2 separate regions of the Sus scrofa genome follow, and region 1 is linked to region 2. A link is a contact called in public Hi-C data. All regions are on one chromosome and are shown on one strand. The core of a region is the stretch at or near the end of the contact, and the rest is flanking DNA. Distances in the headings are between cores, read along the strand shown.

What was found. A called contact is a pair of places that touch in the nucleus more often than the background predicts.
Region 1: a Hi-C map of retroperitoneal adipose tissue shows a contact between it and region 2, with 6 times the contacts expected there. The contact joins two enhancer-like sites. A contact is called at or near these places in 2 of 5 promoter capture datasets (fetal skeletal muscle and liver), 36 of 47 Hi-C or Micro-C datasets (adipocytes, adipose tissue, alveolar macrophages and 17 more) and 2 of 2 datasets of contacts at active chromatin or transcription factors (alveolar macrophages and skeletal muscle).

The regions. Positions count from the first base shown.
Region 1 is chr1:262,436,509-262,443,477 of Sscrofa11.1, reverse strand. It overlaps LOC106507054 (a long non-coding RNA gene), which reads left to right and starts at 549. Exons shown (of 4, transcript XR_002337489.1): 1 at 549-632; 2 at 1,094-1,306; 3 at 1,522-1,693; 4 at 2,659-4,140. Within about 2 kb of position 5,612, at least 25 of the 83 cell types and tissues checked have an H3K27ac peak or open chromatin away from gene starts, as enhancers often do. A contact at or near this core is called in adipose tissue and retroperitoneal adipose tissue, where this site is marked.
Region 2 is chr1:262,223,081-262,229,917 of Sscrofa11.1, reverse strand. No RefSeq gene overlaps it. Among named protein-coding and RNA genes, the nearest start is that of TTLL11, 22 kb to the right of the region's middle. Within about 2 kb of position 5,212, at least 7 of the 83 cell types and tissues checked have an H3K27ac peak or open chromatin away from gene starts, as enhancers often do. A contact at or near this core is called in adipose tissue and retroperitoneal adipose tissue, where this site is marked.

The sequences.
Region 1 (6,969 bases), core at 4,363-6,862, 210 kb before region 2:
TAAAAATAGAAAGGAGAACAGAAGATTGTGGCCTGTGTGGTGGGCAGAGAAGCTGGGAAGGGGAGGGGTGGGAGAGGGAAGAGGCTCTGGGCACAGGACCTGACCTCCAGTACCCTCCACCCCCCCTCTTCTGAGCCCCTGCTTCCTGCCTCTCTGCCAAAGGGTCAATGGGCCCAACCCTCCACTGAACAGATCAGGAGACTGCGGCCCAGAGGGGGAAGCAGTTTGCTTAATGACACATGGCAGACAGGCAGCTGAAATCTGGGGCTCCCAGCCCTGAGACCTGGGTCCTTCCCCAGCAGAAGCTGGTCTGGGGCTCCCAGCTCCCCCATCTGCACAAGAGACCAAATTCAGGCAAGTCACTCCCCGCATGAATTGCCCCAAGCCCAGGAGTGCCCTGGTCCTCAGAGCCCACAGCTCAGCCTGGTCTCAGCTCTCTCCCTCCCAGAGGCCTTGGGAGGGCCGGACCCTCCTTCTCTTCTCCTGCCGCTCCTCCTCCTCTGCTGACCTCTGCCTGGCTGGCTCTTCCTTCCCCTTTCTCCAGCACCCCTCTCCCCACCCCGCCCTCGGCCCAGCAGAGACAGGGTTTGAACCCTTGCTTGCCACCCCTTCCACCCCTGCTGGACCTCAAGGTAAGCCATGCCCCCAGCTCAGGGGTAGGACTGCAGGTCTGAAGCTCATTCACGCCCAACCACCAGGCTGTTGTCATCCTGGAAGGTTCTTGAAGCTCATTCACTCCCAACCACGAGGCTGTTGTCATCCTGGAAGGTCCTTGGGCATGTGAAACTGAAATCTGCTTCCCTACTAGAAACCTCTGGGCTTCCCCTGCTGCAGCCTCTGGGGAAACAGGGGCCCTCGGAAGTGGGCCAGCTGCCATCACCTTTCCTAGCAGCAAAATTGTTTCAAGAGGCTGTGAGTCCAGTTCCTCCATAAGGCATGAGCCCCGCCTCAGCCCTTACTGGGTAGCTGCCTGGTGTATCTCTTCCTTTGGCTGAACTTCATCTGTATCCTTTTCCTGGAATAAACTATAACCATGAGTATAAGAGCTTTTGGTGGGTCGAATGAGTCTTTCTAATGAATTACCAAATCTTAGGGCCCCTCCTGAACTTGCCGTTGGTGTCAGAAGTGCAGGAAGCCTCCTGTGCCCTCTGATCTGGTAGTTGGTCCCAACCTGCTGCAGCTTCATTCACTGAATCCTCACGAGAACACTCTAAAGAGGTACCACCACCATCAATACTGCCTTACACATTGGGAAGCTGAGTTAAGTCACCTGGTCGAGGTTGCACGTTTGGCAAATGAAAGACAGGTGAGATGTGGGGGCGGGCAGCCAGGCACTAGATTCTATGTCCATAACCGCTGTGCTATACAGCCCAACTGGGGGGCCTGGAGGGATTCGAGGGCTTACAGGGGACAGTTCCCTGAAGGAGTTCCCCAGTAAAGAGGCTGAGATTTGTCCTGGGATCAGTGGGGAGACTTTGATGGTTTTAAGCAGGGAGTAACATGCATAGCTGTGGGTTTTAGCAGGGTCCCCCTGGATGCAGCATGGAGAGTGGACTGCAGACAAGTCTGAGTGGGAAGAAGGCCCAATATGAGGCCACAACAGCAGACCAGGTGAGGACAATGGACAACAGACCACCTGAGCCATGGTCCAGGGGATGGAGAGCAATGGACATGATCCAGGTGCACCTAAAAGGTATATTTGACGGGACTTTTGGGATGGATTGAATTTAGGGCATGAGAGAGTGAGAGGAGCCTAAGATAACTCTCAGGCTTCTGGATTAGACAATTAGGGTGCTAAGTCCTTAATGTGGGGGACGACAGAGGAAGAACAGTTTTGGGGTGGGCTATACCACCACTAATGGTCCTAGAATCTCAAGGGGTCAATGCCTGGGGCCAATGTCTGGGGCCAGGACTGCTGCTGCTAGCTCCAGGGCTGAGGTGGCACACTCCCCTACCTCGGAGTTGCCACCAGGTGGTAGCAGAGGCCACCTTTTCCCAGGGAGGAAGTCTAGCTGTGGGAGAAGGAAACCTCTCTGCTGGGAACACACTTACTGGGGAGACCTGGGGAAGTGGGCCAGGAGCCTCATCCAGGGCACGTGAATTCTAATTCTCACAGGTACAGTGTCAAAAGAACCCTGATCCAGGAGGCAGGAATCCCGGGTTCTAGATACTGCCTGTGACCCACACCTGCCCCTCTCTGAGGCTCAGGTTTCTGCCTATAAAGAGTGCAAGCCCTTCAAAGGAGCCATAGGCTGGCAGGGGCACTTTTAAGCCCTTCCCTGACTTTCTACCCCTAAATAGCTGTGGCGTCCAAACATATTTGCAGAGGCAACATCTTTTTTCACAAACAAAATCCTACGTGCTCCTCACCCACTCCATGTATAAACCAGAGAACAGGTTTATCACTGATCTGCTTTAGTCAGAGTGGAGGTTGGCGACCCTCCCAGGCCACACAGAGGCTAGTCCAGCCCCTCACCCTGGTATCGGAGGCTCTTCACTCCCTCACTCTTCATCACCTTCTCTCACTACTCCCTACCCCTACTCTATGTGACTCTACTGTGTGGAGGATCATGACTGGCTACGCACTTTGCAGGGCCCAGTGCAAGATGAAGCAGTGGGCCTCTCATTCAAAAAATTTTTTTTTTAATTTTCTGACAGTGACAGTAGAGCATTAAACCAAGCACAAGTCACACATCCGTGGAGCCACCCATGAAGTTCTACACAATGCAGGGTGTCTGAAATCCAGCCAGAAGTACCCAAATGTGGGGCTTTGTCTGCCAAGAAGACAGTCACCTTTTTCTTCCCTCAAGGCACTTTCTGCTGCCAAGCTGCGGTCCGGCAAGACTACACCCACTCAGAAGGGATGGTACCTTTTCCTAAGTCATACAAAGGTACCATATTGGCCAGCAGCCACCCTGACCAATCCTCTGAGATTTCCTGGCCCTGGAACATGAAATGTGCTCCCAGGCTGCTTGCTGAATGAGGGAAGCGGACCAGACATTGTAAAGCAGAATGAGCATAAAGCCTGGCACACAACTGTGTGGCCCACTGATGTTTGACAAATGACGAAATGAATGACTAAGTGAACGCTGACGACCAGACAGACAGACATCTAAGTAATGGCACTGTGGCGTTACAGAGCTAAAAGAGGCTGGGGTTTTCAAACTCTAGAGTTCTTCAAAGCTGAAAGGAACTGCAAAGCTGTGCTGGGGACAACACAAGGCCATATGGCAAAAGCCAGGCACTCAGGGATCAGCCGTTTCCTGCCTTTCATCCTTTTATGTCTCACATTCTGAACTCCTATGCAAGCTTTTGTTTGAGGAAGAAATCTGCTGGCTCAGGAAGGGCAAGAGATTTGCCCAATGTCACACAGCAGAGGCTGGGAAGAGGAGGGCAAAGAAGAGGGGTCAGAGATGTGAGGTCAGAAATCTGTGGGGAGCTCCCAGATGAGAGGCTGAGGCCACAGGCAGGAGAGTGAGCATCAGAAACCAGAGGTTTGTACCAGAGAAGTGAGACCAGGGCGGAAGAGCCCAGGCAAGCCAGCTCAGAGCACAGATTCAAGGTCAAGTTCCAAACTCAGAGGCCAAAGGCAGGGGTGCAATTCACTGCTTTTATTTACTGAGCAACTACTATGTCCCAGGCAGAGTTCCAGCCCTGGGGTGCAGCCGTGGACCAGACGAGGTCCCTGCCCTCGCACAGCTCACATTCCGGAGGGAGGGGAGGGGCAGGAAATAAACATTATTTTAAGAAAACCTATGAACCAACCAGCCAGAGCTAATAGGAAGAAAATGAAACAAGGACAAGGAGAGACTAGCGGTAGGTGGGCTAGTTCATACAGGGTGGTCAGGGAGGGCCTCCCTGAGGAGGTGACATTTGAGCTAAGCTCTGAATGAGATGGGGCCTGCCTGTGCCCCAGCTGGGGGTGAGGGGGTGGAGTTGCTGAGTTGCTGGCCTGGAGAGCCTGCAGATCCACTCTTCCAAGTTGGGCCGGCTGGGCAGGAAGTCGGGCCCCCTGTAACCGTATCCCCAGGAAGGAGGAAGCCAGGAAGGCGCTTTCAGCAGTCGTATTCATCAAGGCAGCCTGCACTAAGCCCCAGGCAGCACCAGAGGCTCCTCAAGGCCCCTATCCACCTTCAGCTGCCTGGGGAGGAGACAGCAAGGGAGGGAGGGCGGGAGAGAGGGCAGCCTAGAGTGGGCCCTGGATTCTCTTCCAGACAGTAAATGCTTCCAGGTTCCTGGGGAGCATTCCGTGGGTCACAGCCGCATCTGATCTCAATTACCCCTGGTGTAGGGTTCCCGGGCAGGGCGGGGGCAGAGGTGGAGAGAAGGCCGTTTCTCCATAATCAGAAGCTCCTGGCCCAGAGAGTAAAGGCACCCCAGGACAGGCTCCCCAAATTTCAGCACTCAGGGAGAGGGTTCTCCCTAGAAGGAAAGGTCTGGCTGTAGGTGGAAGGCTTCTGTGTCATAACCATTTTGCTGTGTGGCCTAGTGCAAGTCCCTTAACCTCTCTGGGCCCCTGTTGGAAATGGTGAAGATTGCACTTTTCCTTCCAAGAGGCAAGAGTACAGTCCAGGCCTGGAGGGTAGAACTTAGTGCTGTGGACTGAGTGGGCTTGGCTGGAATGCAGTGGAGTGGCTAATCTTTTACTTTTTCCTGCCTTGATTAGATCTTAACCCTCCCGCAAAAACCTTCCCACCCAAAATTATGGTGCCAGAGTTGTAGGAATTAACATCTCCTAAAACAGACCAGGGACAAGCCCCTCTCCCCCTTCCCTAACCTGCTGGGGGAGACATTTCACCTCTCAGTTTACTCCTCCCACTTCCAGAGGAGATGAGAAGATCAAGAGTGTAACAAGCTGTAAAGCGCTTTGAAAGGACACACATCAGTAACCGTGTTCATTGGATCAATTTTACAAACAACAACAAAAGTTGGCTGAACAAAAATGCCATAAAAGTAGCCAAACTTGTAAGCACGGAGGGAGAGAGCCTTTACTTGTAAAAAGGCTGCTGGATACCCTGTGATTGAAGAGAGAAATCCCGAGCAAGCCTTTCTCCCCACCCCCCGGGGGCCTCAGTTTCCCCTTCCATAGCAGAGCCTGCAGCCCAAGTTCCAGCCTGAAGAGGGCCCTTTCGGGCCTTGGCCTGGGCTGCGCTTTTTGCACAAAGGGGCAACACCTGTGGGTGTTCTTGAGTAGGTGAAACATTCCCTTGCAGCCCGGATTTCACTTTGGCAATAGGGGTAGTAGTTTTTAGTGGGACAAGCAAACTGGAGGCGGAAGAGGGCGGGATTCAGGGAGCGCCCGGGGTGTTTGCGGAGGTGAGCTTCCAGACGCTAATTTTCATTTACGCGGGAGGAAACGCAGGCTCGGGAGGCGGCGAGCCAGAATTCGAACCCGGGGCTGGCGGGCCACATGGGCGGGGCGCGTTCCTCCTTCCCCGGCCTCCGGCCCGGAGCGGATGCCAGGTCAGCTGAGCGCGGGGCCCGCCGGCCGGCCGCTCGGCGGGCGCTGCTTTCTCCTTTCATGTCCGTGCGGGGCCGGGAACTCCCTGCCCGGGGCCGTGGCCCGCGAACAATGCGCCGCTTCCTGCCGCCCGGCCCGCTGCGGCCGCCGGGAAATGGGTCGGAGCCCGGTCGGCCGCGCCGGGACAGCGAGTCACGCCCCGAGGCACGGCGGGGGCCGGGCAGGGATGGAGGCGACGTGACGGCCCGACGGGCGCCCATCATTTAGGAGCGCACAGAGCAAGCGGCTCAGGTGGGTCGCGCGCCCCTGAGGGGTCTCCGCTTCATCCTGCGCTGGCCCGCATGGAGCTGCGCCTCGCGTCTCCAGCCCGCCTGGCTCTCTGCTAGGCGCCGGCATTGAGCAGAGAGCAAAACCGAGAGAAGCCCTAGGACTCCGGAAATTACGTTGCAGCGAGGGAGAAGGCAATGAACATCACATAGTACTGACTTAAATTGTGTTGTTTTTTTGTTGTTTTGTTTTTTTTTCAGAAAATAAAAAGGGGACTGGCATGGGACATTGGGTCTATTTTAAACAGGGTGGTTACAGGTAATTTTTTTTTTAACTGAGAAGGTGTCATTTGATCAAAGATGCAGAGAACATGAATCACAAATACATACATCTCAGAAGGATATGCCGTATAGCCTAAGTCTATGCCTTAGACACACACATGCACATTTACATCGTGGAGCCTATATAAGCGCTTCCCGTGTGTGGGCATATGAACCACATACAATGCATTGTATCTGTACAGTATGCATATCCACCACATGCATATCTGTATCCATACACATCACCTCTACGCACACACAAATGTGCCCTGCAGTGTGCACACGTGCGCATTTATCGCCATGCCTGGACTTAGATCATTACCCATTGACATACATTCTTCAACCCCGAGGGCAGAGCCCCATGTACAAGTAGAGGCTCATATACATCACACGCCTCAAGGAGTGTGATTTCCCTGATTTCATATGCCACTTGTTAATGTCATAATACATCAGAACAAATTTATTTACACGTCGTGTTCATTATGTAAAATGTATCACATACGCATATATCCAAGTTCATGTATGGTACACTTTACATAAATGGATGCCTCTTATACCCTCCCACAAACACACCTACCAGTCTCTCTCCCACGCAAATATACTACACACACATTGCCCACATACTGCCTTGTACCTGTTTTATACATCCTAGACACATCCATCATGTGCAAATAACAGTGATAAGAGTCACAGAATACTTACTATGTGCCAGATACAGTGCTAGGTACTTGGATTATCTTAGGACAACCTTATGAAATAGGTACTATCTGTTTAAACTGGCTGTTAAAAACTCGCACTGCAGGCAGATTGCCTAGGTCTAAATCCTGGCTTCACCATGCTCTAACCTCAGAGAGCTTCAGTTTCCCCATCTATTAAATGGGGGGGGGGGGCACAAGAAGTACTTACTTTTAGGGTTATTAT
Region 2 (6,837 bases), core at 3,963-6,462:
TATCCCACATTTACAGCACACCTGGGTTAGGACCAGCCACATGTTAAGGACTTCAGTCGCCACATATGGCCAGTAGCTACTGCCTTGGACAGCACAGTTCTAGGCCCAGAACCCCACCCACCAGAAGTGAGGTTCCGGATGGGGCTGAGCCTGTAGGGGCACTTCAGGGTCACCAGCTGATTGGGGTTAGGGTGGGGAGAAGGGAAACACAAGGGTCACTGCCAGCCTTTTTCTGCTGCTTTCTTTGGGTTCAGCCCTTCTCACTCATTGGCTCACTTAACAGAGTTTTATTGAGCACCTACTATGTGTGAAGCACAGTGCTAGGTGCTGGGGCTAGAATAAGTGAGGTGGCATGGAGCAGGTGAGCCAGGGATCCTCCGAGCCCCTGGGCCCATGTTCCATGGGCCACCTGGATGCAAGTCACAGATACAATTAAAGCCCCAGAAGTGAAGAGGTGGAGGCATAGGTGGGATTCACAGAGGCACGTCCCAAGGACACCCATGCCCCTGGGCCCTACACCTCCCTGGAGACATGCTTCTTCCCTCTCTTCCTCAGCCCCTCTCCCCCAGACACCTCAGCTTTGATGCCCTGGGCCTTGGAACCAGTATTTCCTGATGAACCTATATTTAGGCTGCCTTTTTCCTGGGTCATCCTCAGTCCAACAACCCTGCAGAAGGGACAGGGATTGGTGACCACTGCTGGCTCCAGAAGCTTGGCTGGGGCCAGCCTGTTGTCCCCAATCCAGAGGCTCATCTCTCACCAAGGAAGCAGAGAGGTGGGAGGCAGTGATGGGGGAAGCACTGTTCTTAGTGAGTTCAAGGTTTTTTTTTTTTTTTTTTGCCAGCTGGTGACCCTGGGGAAGAGACTTGGGCCCACAAGTCTCTTTGGGTTCTGCCTCCATAAATGACCAAAGTAGCCTGTCCTTCAGGATGAGGCCACATGATGGCCCTGAAAACACATGGTCCATAAGAAGGCTCACATAAGACTAGGAAAGGGACCATTTTTCAAGAAAGACCAACTCATGTGAGTTTTGCTTAGAAACCCAGAGTGGCTTTCCTCTAGCAGCTTGGCAGGGTTTCCTCCTGGGGGAAAGCTCTGGAACATGTCTGGGGTGGGGCCTCCAGGGGTGGATCTGGCCCAGGGGTCTCTTCCTGTGAGCTCTCTTTCACCCTGTCATGTACTGAGCACCAAGTGGCAAGTGGACACCAAGCTGGGTAAATATCTCTTCTTTCCAGATGAAGAAACCAAGGCACAGGAAGGCTTGGCCCGTTGCCTGAAGTTCTCCCAGCCAGGAGGCCACAGGGCTGGATTTTAAACCTTGGCCTTCTCGTTCAAAGCCATTGCCTCTGGCCACTGCCCAGCATGCCAAGCTGCCCATTGGCCATCCCCGGGAGTTGCTCACAGCAGCCGGCTCACGGGCAGCCTGGGTCCCCACGGGCCAGGGTCAGCCAAGAAGTGACACACAAGAGCAGGGAGGCTGCAGGGAGGGTGTGGCCGGATTCACAGGTTGAAACTGTTCCTCCGGGCTTCCGGACTTCGTGCCTTCCCCCGCAGCCCCTTCCCCGGCCACCTCCCTTCCTGGCCTGGTGCTGGGGGGTGACCAATGGGTGGGGTGGCATCCGGGCTGCCGGGTGCTGGGTCTCGAGCTGTGAAGAGGGTGTCTGCGCAGACTGATGGCCTGTCCGTTGGCTGTCAGCACATCCTCAGATTCTTTGTATAGAGCAGGGACTGGGCTGGGGGTGGGGGCTAGGGCACTGCAGAAGACGAGGGGGGAGGGTGGTGAGTGTTGGGGGAGTGGGACATCTCTGTGGCTGCTTCTGTGGCTGCCCGTTTCCTGTCCTGGGCCTCTGTTTCCCCATCAATGCAGTGGGTCTGACTGGCTCTGACATGCTAACATCGATGGAAAACCGAGCTGATTAGAACATTTGGACCTGAAATTCTGGAGGCCTTGGGGGTCTCCCTGTGGAGGAATAAGCAGGGGCTGAGTCTCAGAACTGTCTGAGGGAGGCACCCAGAGGCTGGGCAGGCAAACCCCCAAATTCCATGGGGCCTGTCAGTAGGGCAAAAGCTGCCCTCTCCCGGGCCTGGCCCACTGTGCAGAGGAAGTGGAGCTGATGGAGGGGTGGCTGGGGAGGAGGTGGTGTGTGTGGGGGGACACAGAAGTTGTCATCTGTCCTGAAAGAAACTGCCCCTAAACCAGGTTTGGGCCACCCACATAGATGATGCTGCCAGGCCACCTTGGCCCCAAAGGGCCCACATTCACAATCAGACAGACAGACAGACAGACACACACACACACACAGTCACACACCCCTATCCAGAGAGCCTTCCCCTCAACCACACAGCCACACTCAGTGCCTGTCACCTCTCCACCACTGGTGACAGCTTTATGGTCTCACAGGGAGCCAAGGAATCTCTTTCTCTCTCTCTCTCTCTCTCTCTCTCTCACACACACACACACACACACACACAATCATAGCCCATCCCACTCATGTAAGTGTATCTGCAGATGGACCTGTACACTCACACTCACACACATACACACACATAACCACAAAGGCGCAAAGCCCTTGGTACAGTCACACACTGACATGCAGAATCCGAGGTGCCCTGGGGCCCACAAACCCAGCTGCCAGCAAGCATTCAAGTTCCTACAGGCACCCAGGCCCCTTTGTGGGTGAGCCCAGGGCGGTGCCCTGCTCTTTGGAGAACCACTTTGAATCCTCACAGACACACACAGTGTCACAGGAGCCTACTCTGGGTAGGGCCTGGGACATGAGGAGCCATTTGTGGGCCCCAGAATCCCTCTTTAAAAAAAGGAGCTCAAGGGCCCGTCCCCGCAGCCTCCCCATCCTCCAGCACCAGCCTCAGCATCCAGAGCGCTAGGCCTCTCTCTGCTGACGCCCGGCCCCCCTTATGCAGTATAGGGCTAGCGCTTCCCACAGGGGAGCAAACAGAGGCCAGGAGCAGGAGCGGGACAGCCCAAGGTCAGATCCAGGAGGTGTCAGAGGCTGATTCGAACCGGGGGCCCGTGGGCTCCCTAAATCCAGGCACTCCCCCGCCGCCCACCCTCCAATCTGCCGGGCTAGGGACTCTGCAGCCAGGCTCGGTGCCCTCCAACCCCAGTACCCGAGGGCCTCCGGGCACAAAGCCACGTGGCGCGGCTCGAGGGGGCGCGCGTGGGAGCGCTCGCGCGCGGGGGACCGCGCCTCCGGCCAAGATGTTCCCTCTCGGCGTGATTGACAGGCTCGAGTGCCGAGAAACAAAATTGTTTATGCGCTAATGAATAAGGCTCTGATTGCAAGATCCTGTTTGGAAAATTATAGTGCGGCGGCGGCGGCGGCGGCCACGGCGGCCCAATTACAGCCCGCGCTGCATATTCATTTCGTGTCTCCTTTGCATCGAGATGAACGGGCGGCCCCGCGCCCTGCAAAGGCAGCGCCAAATTTAGTCCCAGGTTCCGCACTCCTCCGCGCCATTGTCTGCCCCGACCACCTGCCTCCTGCAGGCCTGATTGCCGGCCACGAGGAGCGAGGAGGGAGGCCTAGAAAGTTCGCCCTGCCCCCTCCTCCTTGCACCCCTCTCCTGTCCTCTCCCTGCCTTCCTGTCCCCATTTCTTGCTCTCTCCTTTTTCTCTTCCTGTCTCTATTTCTGTCCGCCTGAATCTCTGCCTCTCTTCTCTCTCCCTTCTCTGCACGTCCAACACACTTTCTTGGACTCTCTCTAGGTCTCTAACGAAGTCTAAGTCTCTAACTGTGCTTCTCTCTGGTCTAGAGCTTGAAGCACATGGACTCTTTTCAGCCCGCCACCCCTCCTGCTTCAGCTGCAGAAATTCCCAGGGTTCCTGCGTCCTTGGGGAGAATAGGGGCAGTGATGTGGGGACCTATCTGTTCTGCAGAGGCCACGGAGGTCTGAGGTGGCCTTGGCTTTGAGGGTGGGGTGGCTTGGCCAGTCCCCCAAACCAGGCTGCTTGGGAGGAAGGTTGCCCCCTTTGCTGCATTTTCTGCCACAGCCCCCCACCCCCACCCACGTGCATCACCTGTGCCCAACCTGGCTAAGCTCTGCTCTCACACTTCAGTGCCTTTGCCCATGCCAGCTGGCTCTGGGCTGACACCCCGGCTTGTTTCTAGGACCCATCCCAAGTATGGTCCTAAGAAGCCTTCCTTCTCCGCCACCCCAGGTGAGGACAGCTCCCTCCCCTGGGCACCCTCATTTCTAGGGCTGTCCTCTGTTACAGCAGTGGGTGGGGTTACTCCTCCATCCTTCTCCAGGAGCCTGATTTCTAAGGCTTGGGGCCAGGGGCTGAGGTCGGGGTGCCCTGGTGCCCAGTGCCAGGCTGACCAGACTTACACTTTCTCTGTAATATGCGGATATTACAAGGTTATCCATCTTTGTAGGTGTTGGTGGGTAGGAGTGGATGTGACGCTGGGAGGGCGTGCCTGGGGGACTCCAAGCCCACATGGGCCCCAAAGACCAGGATTGGCTCCTTCTCACTGGGGTCATTGCCCTAGTGGATGGGTACTGATGCCCAGGTGTGGCCAGTGAGTCTCATGATGAGGGTGATGGTGGCGGGAGCTTTTCAGAAGGTGAGGACTGCATAGGGTGAGGCCATGATCCTCCCTGTCCTTTCCTGGGGCCCCTGGAGTGACAAACACACGTTTCTGGGTGAGAATTGAAAGACAAAGATGTGAACAAAAATAGACAACTGCATACACCAACTGGCCGGGACAAACACCCCATCAGAGATACACAAAGTAACACACACACACTCACATTCAAACTCACACTCACACACTCGCCTTGAAAAACCTTCTGACACAAAGACAGGCTGGTCCCAGGGGCTGTGTATGGGGCAGCACCGCCCTCTGGTGGCTCTTCTGATCATCTCACTGTTTGGCCCAGAACGGCTTCTGGGAGCCACAGCTCTGAGGGGAGACACCCAGACCCAAGGAACTGAGGAAAAATCCCTTAAGTATCCCTGAGAATGGGATTTTGTTCAGTTTTTGTTTTCTGCCCCATATCCATGTAGTCCAGGAGCAGAACTTGCTAATAGGACCTGTCCAGTGATGGTTTGAAAGAGGGAGCTCCCCGTTGTGGGAGGGGTACAAGCTGGGCTGGAGACACCTGTGTGTTGGTGGCCTTATGGCTGCCTTAGTGGCAGAGTGGACAATTTTGGAAGTCATCGCCAGCTTGGGATGGTATGTCCAGCCTTATCACACCCATACCCACTCCAGACACCCTCCAGTTCGGTTATACATTAGCCATTAAACTTTGAGAACTTCTCAGCACCTGGAGGATCAGGGTGTGATTATGGGTGGTGGGAGATGAGGTCACAGGGGGCAGCAAGGCCACATCTTGGGGACCTTCAAGGCCAGTCTTAGGAGCATTGGACTTTATTGGGGTAACAGGGATCTGGGGACAGGCTCAGACAAGGAAGTGATGTGATCAGATGGGCATGTGAAGCCAGCTTATGAGAAGAAACTGGGGGTGGGAGGAGAGCCAGCTGGGAAAAGCAGCGGTGGCCTGGACCAGGTCAGGGGCAACAGTGAGGGCGTTGAGGGGGAGGGTGTGAGAAGGATGCAGATTCCAGAGCTGCTAGGAGATTGAATCAATAGGCTTTGGTGGTGGGCGGGAGTCGGACAAGATGAGATGATGGTAGAGTCACCTGGCAGGGGGTATCAGTGTTGGATGAGGGGTTAAGGGAGAAATGATGAGAATGTTTTGGGTTTGCCGAGCCTGAAAGCCCCGGGGGAACTTGCGGAAGGTATCCAGGAAGCAATTGGCGTCAGGTCTGATGATATCCCCATGAGAGTTGGAAGGTTATTGACAGGCAGTTGAAAGTAGTGAATAGATGAGGTCATCTAGGCAGGGCCCTTAGAAGCTGTAAGCACTTGGAAGACCATGGAGCTCGCCCTACCTCCCTTAGTCAAAAAGAAGGATGCTTTTTATGTAAAGAAAAGTGTGAAATGTGACACTTACACGTATTCTAAAAATTTCATCATCACCAAATGCATGCGTTCATAGAAACAGACATTTTCCTCCCTGTCTTCTGTTTTCGGTGCTGCTGGTGATGGTGCCCCGAGGCCGTCTGCCTACCTGCCTGCCTGCTAGGTGACCCAGCTCCAGGTCCAGGCAAAAGCAGGGCAGTCAGAGGCTCAGGAAACATCGACAGTCAGGAACAGAGGGGACCAAGAAGCCCCCCCCCAAACCTGGACAGTTGGGGAGCTGGAAGGAAAACCAGCGGTGTCTCTTCATTGAGGCCAAGGAGAAAGAATTGAAGAAGGAGGGTGTGGTCATTCAGAGAGGGCAAGGAGCTGACGACTGGGGACATCCCCGACGTGGCAGTGGGGCTGCCAGGTGGGCTCTGATCCAAAGGCTCACTCAGCAACCTGGAGCTGGTCACCCCTCCAGGGGTTCCTATTCAAGGGGGCCAACCTGGGCTGGAGAAACTGGGGTGCCTTTGGACCTTGAGGCTCCTCCATACTGAGAAATTGGTACGGATGGGACCCCAGGGCAGGGGTTGAGGGGAGCTGGCCTGGGAGGGAGGAAGGTAGACCTTTGCGTCTGTCTTGGACCCACTGCAGGGGAATGGCTAGGGGACTGGCTGCAGTCCCTGCTCTGACCACAAGGGGGCAGCATGAGAGTAGGTGGTGCCTTGGCCCAGCTTTCTGCATCTGATTGATTGCATTGATCTTGGGTTCCCCGGGCCTCGGTTTCTTTCCCTGCAAAGTGGGGCAGTTGGAGATTACAATCTCCTGGGACCCATCAGGGATCTCCTTCATTTCATACCCTCCCATCACCCACCTGGACCTCCGGCTTTGCTGAGACCAATGCTGT